2 separate regions of the Oryctolagus cuniculus genome follow, and region 1 is linked to region 2. Evidence: chromatin contacts called from public Micro-C data. All regions are on one chromosome and are shown on one strand. The core of a region is the stretch at or near the end of the contact, and the rest is flanking DNA. Distances in the headings are between cores, read along the strand shown. Region 1 has its middle 17 kb from the start of IFNLR1. Region 2 overlaps STPG1 (sperm tail PG-rich repeat containing 1).

The links. A called contact is a pair of places that touch in the nucleus more often than the background predicts.
Region 1: a Micro-C map of ear pinna shows a contact between it and region 2, with 5 times the contacts expected there. The contact joins two enhancer-like sites. A contact is called at or near these places in 4 of 6 Hi-C or Micro-C datasets (ear pinna, psoas muscle, skin fibroblasts and 1 more).

What each region holds. Positions count from the first base shown.
Region 1 is chr7:146,862,973-146,869,128 of mOryCun1.1, reverse strand. No RefSeq gene overlaps it. Among named protein-coding and RNA genes, the nearest start is that of IFNLR1, 17 kb to the left of the region's middle. Within about 2 kb of position 3,353, at least 2 of the 8 cell types and tissues checked have an H3K27ac peak or open chromatin away from gene starts, as enhancers often do. A contact at or near this core is called in ear pinna, where this site is marked.
Region 2 is chr7:146,724,060-146,730,160 of mOryCun1.1, reverse strand. STPG1 (sperm tail PG-rich repeat containing 1) reads right to left here. Exons shown (of 8, transcript XM_070079094.1): 4 at 5,349-5,450. Among named protein-coding and RNA genes, the nearest start is that of STPG1, 30 kb to the right of the region's middle. Within about 2 kb of position 4,425, at least 1 of the 8 cell types and tissues checked has an H3K27ac peak or open chromatin away from gene starts, as enhancers often do. A contact at or near this core is called in ear pinna, where this site is marked.

The DNA of each region.
Region 1 (6,156 bases), core at 2,104-4,603, 140 kb before region 2:
AGCGGCTCTTCTCAGAGGTGGCGCCTGGCCTCCCCAGCTTGTAGCCTCATGCCAAAGCCGAATCTGGCATTCCCGGCCCCCACCTGCCTTCCCTTTCTGTCCAGCCATGGGAACCACCATGCAGGCGCCAGCAGCCCCCCGGTGCTCGGCTGTGCCCCTGGCGGATGCATCCTGGGTCCTCTCTTCCCCTTAGATGCACGGAAGCCCTTCCCCCACTGCTCGTCTTCCAAGATCGACGCGAGTCCTACTGAGTTTGCCCCGTGCAGACAGCAACCGTGAGGTCTCGGGTGAGCTAGAGGGCACGGTGTTCACTGAGCACCAAGGTGGAGGGAGACTGGGTGCTGGGCCTTGGGTCTCCCTGGGGAGAGAGAGACCACACTCAGGGGGGTGAGGACAGCTCTATCCATCCTGCGACAGAGGATGGGCAAGCAGCTGCAGTGGCCGTCAGCAGGTGGTTTTTTTTTTTTTTTTTCTTTGAAAATTTATTTGAGAGGCAGAGAGAGCGAGCAAGTGCTCTGGCCAGGCCAAGGCAGGAACCTGGAACTCGATCGAGTTCTCCCTCGTGGGTGGCAGGAACTCGACCACTGGAGACATCGTGGCTGCCCCCCAGCGTCTGCGTTAGCAGGAAGCTGGAGTCTGGAGATGGCGCTGGGCGCGCAAGCCAGGCAGGCAGGCGTCCTAACCGACGACAACCTCTAGGCCAGATGCCCAAACCCTGACTTCTTCCTGGGGTGGCCTTGAAACCCCAGCCTCCCCAGGCCTTTTGTCAAGGGTCCAGGTTCCCCCCCACGCGCAGCATGGGACCCTGCCTCTGTCCTCCATGGCCTCAGCGTCCTTTGTCAGCCAAATATCTGGTTGTTTCCTGTGTTGCCATCCACGCAGTGCGCGCACACCCCCTGCTGCTTAGTGCGAGAGGAGCTCAGAACCCCGGCTTCCTCCCTGAGCCCCCCCCGCCCCCGTGCCGACTTTAACGCTCTCTGGGTTTGCAGGAAGCAGATGCCAGGACTCAGTGCCTGCTGAACCCTGGCCCTTGCCACCCCCACCCCGGGGAGATCTGCCACCTTTGGCATGTGCTTGTTACCCAGGTGCCGCCGGCAGGTCATCAGCTGTCACTGTGAACAAAGGAAAGCAAACGAACAGCAGCCGCTTCCCCGAGCCCTGGCACTCTCGGCCGCAGGGACACACCTGGCGGTTTTCGGGGTAAGGCGGCTTGAGGTCCGCCCACGCGGTGGCCTGGGGACATCGCGTGAGTCAGTGGGGGTGGGTACTCGTCCCTCTTGGTGGGGACAAAAATCTCTCTCTTTTTTTTTTAACCTTCACACGAAAGCAGCACACGCTGGCTGTGCAATCGTTGGAACTGGAGCTGTTTGCTCCGCCCTGCGGACAGCAGAGGTGTGCCGCTAGCATCCCCTTCCCCCAGAAGCCACGGCTGTGAACCCCATGGGGGTGCCCACAGACAGCGCTCACCCTGTTCATAGCCTGCTTTGTGTGAAAAAGAGAAACTCCTTGTGTGTCTGAGGGATCTCCCATCCCTGGGTTCAGGCCCCAGATGGCCAGGGCTGGGAGCCAGGAGCTCCATCCGGGTCTCCCACATGGGTGGCAGGGACCCAAGTCCTCGGACCATCACTTGCTGCCTCCCGGAGTGCGTCCTAGTGGGAAGTTGGGATGGAAGCCGAGCTGGGACTTGAACCCAGCCCCCCTACCCCCCATGCAGGATTCAGGCATCGTAACAGCTGGGCCCAGTGCCTACCCTGCAACCGGCCCTTTAAACCAAGCAGCGTGTTCACTGAGACTGACCCTGGGCCAGGCCACTTGTACGCAGGGACTCATCTCCTAAACCCATGAGGCTGACCGTTCACTGTTCCCATTTCACAGATGACGGTGCCCGACAGTCCAGGCCTCTTTGGCCCTCAGAGGCAGTGGGAGCCGGGCAGAGCCGGGCCATTCTCTCCACCACAGGACAAACCACTCTCTGGCTCAGGGCCCAGGTCTTCCCGTCTGTAAAATGGGGGGCTGGGCCTGTTAGTGAAGTGGCACAGTCTTGGCTGTGGTGCCATCTATGCCCTGCCCCTCCACCACCCCCCGAAAGGCAGAGAGAGCGAGAGAGAGAGAGAGAGAGAGAGCGAGAGTGAGCAAGCTTCCATTTGTTGGTTCACTCCCTAAATGCCTGCAAGAGTGGGGCAGGGCCATGCTAAAGCCAGAGACCTGGAACTCCATCCGGGCCTCCCACGTGGGTGCAGGGGCCCCGGCCTCTTGGGCCGTCTTCTGCCGCTTTCCCAGGTGCATTAGCAGGGAGCTGGATCAGAAACGGAGCAGCTGGGATGGAGGGTGGTGCTGCATGCGGCGGCTTAACCCACCGCCCCACAACGCCAGCCCCGTCCAGTGCGTCCTCACCCAGGGTAAGAGACGCATTCTGCGTCGTGACCTGGAGACGCACCTGTGATGGTAAGGAATCGGAATGGACATTGCGACCTGCGCGAGCGGGCCCTGGAGTAGGAGGTGCGCTCCGGCGCTGTCTTCTCCCGCGCCTTGCCGCAGATTCTGGCTGCAGCCTCCACTCTGCTCTCGGGACTCAGGAGGGCTCACTCGGGACCTGGAGCTGGAAAGCCGAAGCTCAGGCCCTCCTGGGTCTGCCCCGCAGAGCCCTTGGCCATGGGGCCAAAGTCTTTCTCTTGTGGTCCCCCGGGATGCCAGCCCCTGGCTGTGAGCCCATTTCAAAGCAGAGGCAACTGAGGACCTGGTCAGGTCCGCAGGGGTCACCCGGACCACCCAGAGGCAGGTGCCGCGGGGAGCTGGGGGCTGCTGTGTTGACCCCTGCCCCTGCTGTATGGGTCATTACCCTGGGAGCAGGACCTGCGGGGAGCCCATAGCATAAGGCTTAAGTCATTTAATCCTCAAGGCAGCTGCACAGGGGAGAGTTAGGAGCCCCTTGTTACGGAGGCAGCTGGTGCCCAGAGAGACACGGGGCTTGGCCATGGCCACACAGCCTGTGAGGAGGCATGCGGGTTTGGCTGCGTTTCCAGAACCCAGCTCAGAGTCTGAAACACAGCAACAAATTCCCGAGGAAGGTGCCTGCCCGGCTGACCCACTGCCCTCTCTTCTCTGCCTTGGCTCTGGGATTGCTCTGTGCTGGGGACGCCTGGGGGCAGGGCAGACGCCAGGATGGTTGGAGGCTGGCTGGGGTTCCGCCTGGGCGAGGGTCCCTGGGCTGAGCTTGCTGCTGAGTTTCGGTTCCAGGTCCCTGCATGCTCACCCGGCCCTGCCCTGTCAGCTGAGAGGGAGGGAGGGAGGGACCCAGACCGCTCCCCTGGGCTGGGGCGGAGGAGCTGGCCGGCGCCTGTGTTCACTGCACCTGGCCCACCCCCTGCCACTCCCCGCTCACCTCTCCCAGGCCCTGCTCTGGGGCCTCCGGTGGGGCCCGAGAAAGGCTGGTCCCACCTCCAGCCTGAGTCAGGTTCCTGTTCCCGGGGGCCCCTCGCTTCGCGATTGCTGCCCCTTTCCCAGGGGGGACACAGCAGTAGGCGAGCTGGCTGAGCCTCAGGTCTAATCTCAGTGCTGAGCAAACAGAGATGGGTGGAAGGGAGCGGGGGGCCCTGGAAGCCCAAGGCGGGCACTGCCTTCCCAGCGCAGGAGAGGGCCTGACCTCCCAGGAGGAAGCCGGGTGCTGACTCAGGAGATGGCTTGGGACCTAGAGGGGAGGAGTGCAGGAAGCCAGGGCAGCGAGCCAACAGCCGGCGTCCACAGGGCACTGCCAGTGTGGATGGTGCCAAGTGGCCTAGGGGTGTGGCATTTTCACCTCCACCCTCCTCTCTGCCGTCTGCACCCTACCTCTGCTCTCTAGCTGGCTCCACACTCCCTCCCTCCAGGAAGTCTTCCTGGGTTGACCCCACAGACACTGCCTGGCAGGGCTTTGCACCCTCTGTAAGGAAAGGAGATGAGACAAGACCCCCATGGTGTGGACACAGCAGGGCTCTCCTAGCCAGACCCAAAGCGTGGTGTCTCTCCTTGGAAACAGTCCTACACACACACACACACACACACCCCTATCAGTACTTGATAGTCTACCTTGGTTTAGGCTGGGAACGGATGTTTCCAAAGTGACTTCTGGAGGATGCCATCCGTATTTCCCCACCTACCACCCAACCGCCTCCCCAGAACAAGGCGTCCCGTGGTCAGAGAGATTTGGGGATTAAATGAGGCAAATCCTGTTTTTTCGCTGCAGGCTTGCTCAGATCTTGGGTCTCCAAGCATCTGTACGCTCCCCAGTTTGCTTGATCTTAGGATTTTATTCAGTCTTGTGGGCCTGGAGTGCCGCTGATCACCAGTTGAGAAATGCTGAGATGTAGAATGTTCCAGAACATTCAGGCTGAACGTAGCGATCACGTGTGACAACCACACACCATACTTCCATGGACGGAGGGCTTACTGTGTCTAACATTATGGGCTGTATTTCAGCAAATTCTTAAAATAACTGGTGCTTTGAGTATTATTCTGGAAGGAAGGAAGAATACCTAGGTCATCTGGGTGGGTTAATTTACCATTTGCCAGACGATGGACTGTGCATTAGCAGAATGGTGACATAAAGCAGTTATTACCCCGCAGGCACAGGCACTGGCCAGTGGTTGAGACGGGCGTGTCCTGAGGTCCCCCAGTGGGTTGGGCATGAGTCCTTTACTCCCTGGATGTGCGATCGCGAAGATGGGAGAGTAGAGGGTGGGATCTTGGAGTGACAAGGAGAGTGCTGCTCTCTGATTGGGTAGCAGCTGGAGACTAGGAAATTGGTGAGTTCTGATTGGTTGCTAAGTAGAGCTGGGGTTGCTGCTAAACTTTAATTGGATGACTTACCCAGGAATAGTCAGTCCATTGCTAAATTCTGATTTGCTAAATGTATGTATGTCCGGGTACCCCAGGGTCAGCTGGGGCTGGGGGACCTTAGGACAGCGGCTGTTTACCAACCAGCTGGGAAGTGTTTCCGTTAATTGCCAGCCTTGCGGGAGCACAAGAGCTGGGTGTAGGTCCTGACTGAGCCACGGTAAATACCTTGCTGCCCACCGGGAGGGGGAGGGATGCCAGATCCCAGCTCCCATCAAGGATGGCGCTTTGGTCTCCTTTGCCAACTGAAAGAGCCCAGGGTAGAGGCCAGGACATGCACTTTGAAGTCAGGTAGCTCTGAGTGCAAATCCCACGTAGACTCTTTCCAGCCCCATGTCCCAGGGAAAGCTCCTCACCCTCTCGGGGCCTCAGTTTCCTCGTCTGTGAAATGGGGAGGCCACGGTGCTCATCTCACAGCCTTCACCTCCCAGTGCGCTTTTCTGGACATCATCGGACATTACTTAGAACGAGGCTGGAACATACCACGAGAAATAGCAGCGTGAGCAGCTTCAAGTCCTGCCAGGTCGGTTTCTGCAATGCATCACCCATGAGCTGACGCTGGGATACCCGGGCAGAGGAATACGTAGCACTGGGGTCGCAGGTAAGTGTCCACTTGGGGTGCCTGCACCCTGTGTCGGAGTGCCTGGTTCTAGTCCCAGCTCCTCTGCTTCCTACCCAGCATCCTGCTAATGTACACCTTGTGAGGCAGCAGACGATGGCTCAGGTCCGTGGGTCCCTGCCTCCGGGAGACCTGGACTGAGTTCCAGGCTCTTGGCTTTGGAGTGGCCCAGCTATTGCTATTGCAAACCTTTGGAGGCTGAGCCAGAGGATGGAAGAGCTCTCCCCAGCTGTCTCTCTGTGTCTCTCCACTCTTCAAACAAAATGAAAATAATTAAAGAACTGATTTGCAAAAGAAATATACTTAGCCAATCAGAATTCAGCGGTGGGCTGTTCCTAGAGAGGTCATCCAATTAAAGCTCTGCAGTGTGCTGCCCCATTTCTACCTGTCGACCAATCAGAATTCAACAATTTCCTAATCTCTAGCTGTTATCCAATCAGAAGGTGTCAATATCCAGACAACATTTGTCGCTCCCCCTCTTCGTGGAGGAACGACACAGGACCCTGCGTTGTTCTTTTATCTGCTCGGCCCTCCCCGGGTTTGCTGCTGGTTCTTCCCGGGTTGGCTACCGACCCTTCCACCTCCATGGAAGGGCGGTTCCCCCTGCCACATTCCCCACTTCCGCGGGGGAGCGGCACACTGCTGGCCGGCTCTCTCGGGGGCTG
Region 2 (6,101 bases), core at 3,176-5,675:
CGGTGGACAGGGTCTCCAGAGTTATAAAAGTAAATGTGACTTATAACTGTTAAACGGAACAAGGGGCGGTGGGCATTTGGTGCAGAGGTTAGATGCCACGTGGGATGCATACATCCCGTTGTCTGAGGCCGGGGTTTGAGTCGCAGCCGCACTCACAGGTCCAGCTTCCTGCTCACATGCACTCGGGGAGGCAGCAGGTGGTGCCTGCCTCCCATGTGGGAGACCCGGATGGAGTTCCAAGTTCCTGGCTTTGACCTGGCCCAGTCCTGGCATTTGGGGAGTTGTGGGGAGCAACTCAGACTAGACTAAGTTACTGGAATTAAGACTTATTCTATGCATCTGCTCTCCCACAATATGGCGCTGAGAAGGGAGAAACAGCTTCTACACAGCTGCCTCCAGTTCAACCAATAAACTGTAGGACCTGCTCCTGATTGGAGGAGAGCAGCGTACTCGGCGTGTGGGCAGCCGAGTTGGGATTGGCGGAGGAGGACTATAAAGGAGGAGAGAGACAACATGCACCAGGAACATCTAAGGGGAACATCTATCTGAAGGAACACCTGTGCAGCCCCCGAGAGAGCCGGCCGGCGGTGTGCCGCTCCCCTGCGGAAGTGGGGAATGTGGCAGGGGGAACCGCCCTTCCACGGAGGTGGAAGGGACAGTAGCCAACCCGGGAAGAACCAGCAGCAAACCCGGGGAGGGCCGAGCAGACAAAAGAACAGCGCAGGGTCCTGTGTCGTTCCTCCACGAAGAGGGGGAGCGACAGGGAGTAAACCAGTATATGGGAGATCTCTGTGTGTCTCTGTGTCTTTCAAATAAATTTAAAACAGGAAATTGAAAATGAAGTATCCTAAGAACAGAGCCGTTTGAAATATGGCTTATTATACCAATGTCATATGTACGATTCGATTCTTAGCTCACATGTTTCAGAGTGCTTCCACACCTGTATCTAAGAGCAAACCCGGAGGGCGGAGGTGATTTGCTGCATTTCACAGTTGCGGCCCCAGAGGTAGTGTGACTGCCCAAAGACAGTCTGACCAAGAGCCAGGAGCTGTGTTGTCCCTGTGTGCCAGTGCTGTGCAAGCACTCAGCATGGATCCCATTGACTATTTGTTCTCACGGTAGGAGGCAGGCATTTATGCCCGCTTCACAGATCAGTAAACTGAGTCTTTAAAAGGGCAACAGACGTGCCCAAGACCATATAGCAATGAATCCACAGACTCAAGATTGGGACCAAACCATCCTAACTCCACCTCCTCACCATCCACACCGTTCTGCCTCAGTGATTACGACACAGTCCCAACTGGCAGAGGGTCACTGTTAAACAGCAATTTTCTGATACGGAAAGACAGAAGCTTATTCTCCCCTGGAATAACCTGAAATAAGTGAACGGTGTCTGCAGATGAAGTGATAAATAACATGCCCATTGTTACAGATCGGAAAACTCTGTCCCAGAAAGGCTACGGGACGGGAGTGACTGGGTTGAGCGTCCATCGGAGCTGGTCTGCCTGCGGCTCCCCCCGCTTCTGTCTGGGCTCTGCAAGTCCCCCGAGAGTGCTGCAGGGCTGGAAGCCCCCACCAGGAAGTCAGCAGACGGCAGCTGGCTCTCCAACTGCCCTGAGACGCTGTCCCCCACACTCCCTTATCCCTCTACCCCCGTTCCTCTTATCGCAGCAAACCGTGCAGTGTTCATCTAGCAGCCACATGCGGTGTCCTTACATGGTAATGGTTTGGTGCAGGAGTTTCAAATTTGAGAACTTTCATGAAGCTGGGCAACTGGAACATGCTGGAACAGGAATTACTGAAGTCTCTCTTGGAGATGAACTCCGACGGGATGGTGTACGCGTTGGCTGCAGGGAATTTAGAAATGATGGGGTCCAAGCGGGCACTCTGTGAAGGGCAAAGCCACAGCAATCAGCACTGAGCCTGTGGCCCGGAAGGACAGATGTCAGACCTTGCCCAGCACCGGCCCCAAGAGCATTTTACGGACGGTGAGACTGCAGCAGGTAACAATGATAAACTGGCCTCAGGCTTTTGAGGATTTGCCCCTGAAAAATGCAAGTTCAGACCTGTTTCAACTTCTGTAAACTAACTCAAATTATTCACCTGATGTTTGGAACTGGGCGAAAACAGCCATCGATGCATTTCCACCCAGCCCTGTGCAGGCCGCTTAGAGCCGACTCATCAGCTGCTGGGTGAGCGACGGGAGGGGTGCGGCGGACTCTTCCGCTGAGTAGAGGTGCGCGCCTCGTTTCTATGGGGAAAGTATCTGAACTGCTTCGAAACCTCACAGGTGCAAGGCTTGCTGCCCACCCACGCCTCCTACCCACCCATCCCCCCAATTCCTGCTCAGAAAATCCCGTGACATTTTGGCTATTCCCACAGAACCAACCCCACTCCTTTCAGGAAGCCATGATCAACTATTTTCAGTTAAAAAACAAACACAATCAATGTTTGCGAACCAACAGGGACAAAAGCCATAGAAACTCGGTGATAACATCACTGAACCTAGGACAGCACAGCGAGTACGGGAGTCTGATAAAACAAAATCTCCCCCATTGGTTTCCGGTAAAAAGCTTGAGGTTTTCTCCGCTTGCTTGATAGGGGTCAGCAACTCTGCCAGCACAGAGAGTGGGGGAGGCTGAGGGAAGGCGCTTGGCGGTGCTGGCTCTCGGCCTCTGGTGGATGGATCGACCGCGACTCGTGGCCCGTGGCCCGTGGCCCGTGCCCCCTGGGGTGGAGGTGCCACCAGAAGCAGAAGCATTCTTGGCTAAAGCCCAGGTTGTTCCGACCCCAACCTGGGTTCAAGTCTCAGCTCTGCCTTGGAGTTGTAAGGATTTCTTGCCATTTGCAAAAGTGAGGACACCCCACACGCATTGCCTTTGTGTCGTGGCCAGTGGTGAGCCAAGTGTTTGTCGTGGTGTTGTATTGAATCCTGTGACGGGCCTGAGTAGTGGATACTGTGGTAAGGGGTAGGCTCAGCCTTCTCACCCAGGCACTCCGCCTCCCTCAGACAGCCCATTCTTACAAGGAACGGGTGCGCAGGCACGGCCCTGGGTGATGGCGAGCTGATTTGATCTCAGCACCTTCTTGGCTTAGAACACCTACTGACATACACTTTTGGAGAAAACATTCAGTTTCTCAGCAGAGACAAAGTTTCATCATGAGACTCAGAGTGCAGCCACCTAACACCAGCTCACCAGCCCTGCACACCCCACGGCTGCCTTCCCAGGCCTGTGGCCCCCAATGCGGTCAGATGCTGGCTTCTGTGAGCCTCTCTCCCACAGATCCCAGCCTTCCCAGAACCACCCCCGCCACCATGCAAACGCAGAGAAGCCTTCCCAACCTCCGCCGCCGGTCTCACTTCATTTCCTAGCCGGGGCTGTGAGAAACTCTGGGGCAAGGATTGCGAACACATTGGCGAAGCTCCTTAATCCATCTGGACTTAGAGAGATGACAGAGCTTGCCGAAAGGCGGGCTGCAGCCGTTCCAACAGCCACCAGGAAGTTCCTGAACCCCACGGACCCCCAGAGTTTCTTGGGCCGCCTCCCCCATCATCACACTCCTCCTGGCCGTCCTGCCCTTTCTCTGATCAGGGTCGCTTTGAATTCCCTCCGAGTCCTGAGATCCGGAAGTGGAGATGGGGCTGGGAGTGAAAATCACAAACAGGGGCAGAGAGAGGAAATGTTGATCGGGTTTGAAGGAGCCACGGAGGAGGCGGGGACCCGCGGACAAGCCTGCACCTCCACAGGAGGCCCCTGCCCGCAGGCACAGAGGCTTACCCGTGAATAAACAGAAATCCACAGTCCGGGGCCGACAAGGTGGGGCGAAGACGAAGCCCGAACAACTCAGTCCCTGCCTTCTTTGGGTTTGGTCCTGAGCTTTTCCAAGACCCGAAAGCCTGATTAGAGTCTATGAGACCCACGTCGTGCCCCGGCCCCTTCTCCAGGCAGCCTCGCCTCGTCATTTGGAAAGTTACTGCGAGTAAAGCCCAGGACGGTGCTGCTTGTGTGCTCCAATTTAGTCCCTTTTTTTTTTTTTTTTTTTTTTTTTGGCATCAAGACAGAATGGGCCGTGTCACTGTTTGGCAAAGAACTCCTCGGGGAGAGAAGCTAGGTGTTGCAGGAAGTACTGTGTGTGACTCAGGTGGTAACAACCATAACATTTCACATGTTTATAATGCTTTGCAGTTTCAAAGAGTGTTTCACTCGCTGCAATTCGCCCGCAGCCTCCAGGGAGTCTCCTCCGCTTTTATGAGGCAACGCGGACGCAGGAGAGCACCGGGCTTGAGGTCTTGTCCCACAGCTGAGTCAGGAGCAGGGCTGAGGCCTTGTCCCCCGTGCCAGGACACCATGAGATGGCACTTCTTTGGCCGATTGCTTTTGAGTTTCTTTCCTAGCAGGAATGGGGGCAGAAAAATAGGTAGAGGCCTGGGTGTTCTGTGAACTCCCTGGCGGCAGATGGGAGCTCATCGTCTCTGGGAAGGGGGAGTTAACTCCAGATTTGGTTTGCCCCTTGAGAATTCAGCTCTGCCAAACTTGACTTCCAAGAAGAAGTGGCTGCATTCAGTGTATCTTAAATGGCCCCTTTGTGTGGTTAAAAAAAATCAATTCCAATGTCAGGTATCGTAATACAAGAGATTATTATAACTTTTAAAGGGACAAGAAGGCACGTGCATTGGGTTAATGTCAGAGTGAGGGTTTGCTGTCTTTCTCACTTTTCTACTTCAGCCAGTGCACCCTTGTGGGACTCTTTCCCCTTTCTATACAAGCCCATTTTTCTTGACAACTTATAATTTTTAAATAAAGAGACAATCCTTGCCCAAGTCAGGTCAGGGCCATTGGCACTTGCCTATAGCTATTTGGCCGGTAGAGCTCTCAACAAAGATGAAGTCCCACATCTTACACAGAGGAATGGGCAATGAAATCCCTCAATTCCAGGTCCTCTGCCTTTTTTTTTTTTTGGTCCCCATCAGATTTCTCGATCATTTGAGCAACCTTATGAGATTATTCGCCAGGGACTGGGACAAGAGGTAGAGAGTCACATTTTCCTGGTAAACCTAAAACCTCAGGAAACACTTGCTTAGTCCATTCCATGACAAAATTGGGTTTGAGCCATCAGGTTCTGGATATTCCTCCAGCTTCTCCTCTTGTCCCAGCAATGCATGATGGTTAAAAAAAAAAAAAGGTATAGACTCAAGGTCTAGTTCACCTGCATGAAATCCGAGGCAGCGGTTACCCTCCTAATTAGAACCACAGGCCTTCGGAGGGAAGGGGCCAGACATCCAGCCCAAGGTGATGCAACAGAGAGAGGAAACCACTGAGTGGTTACTGCAGACAAGGGGGTCTCACCATGGAGGGGAAAGTGCCCGTTCCTTTCTTGGACAGTGAGACACTGTTGGACACTGGAGACCGGTGAGTGACATTGTAGAACCCAGGACCTGGGACATCATCCTGCAAGGCAAGAGAGCGTCAGTCCCATCCCGCGAGCTTCCCACCCACTGACTCTCTAACCACAGGATGGGCACCACCCTGGGCAGATGGCAGCCCTGCTCCGCCACTTCCCAACCTGCCCATTCTCCAACGAGTTGCCAAACAGTGGGGCTGGAAATCCAATCCAGGCTGCGGCTCCCAAAGCCCTCAGGCCTTCCACCACGCCACATTGCATTCCAAGAGAACGCTGTTGTGTTTCCACGTCACGAGAGAAATGAGTGTAAAATGGGACAGTGGACGCGGCTGATGTACACGTCCGTGTGTCTGGATTGGGCAAGCCAAACCCACGGCAAGGGAAGGGTGACCGATTGCACGTTAGCCGCACCCCACCTGACTCAGCTTCCTCCCCAGCCTTTCAGAAGAGAAATCAGGGAGTGTTTCTGTTTATAAAGCAAAATGAAACAACAACCTTCAGCCCAAACAGCACCATTTCTGACTCTCAAAGAAAAAAAGAGGCAAGCCCACGGGCCTCTGCTGCTAGCTGATGCCGGGATGTGGGAGAGGAATAACCGGAAGTGGCATCTGCGGCTCGTTTCTGCTGGCACAGTTAATTGGGCTTTCATCTCGTTCCCCAGGCTCGCTAGCAGGGGCAAGTACTGTTGACAGAAGGTG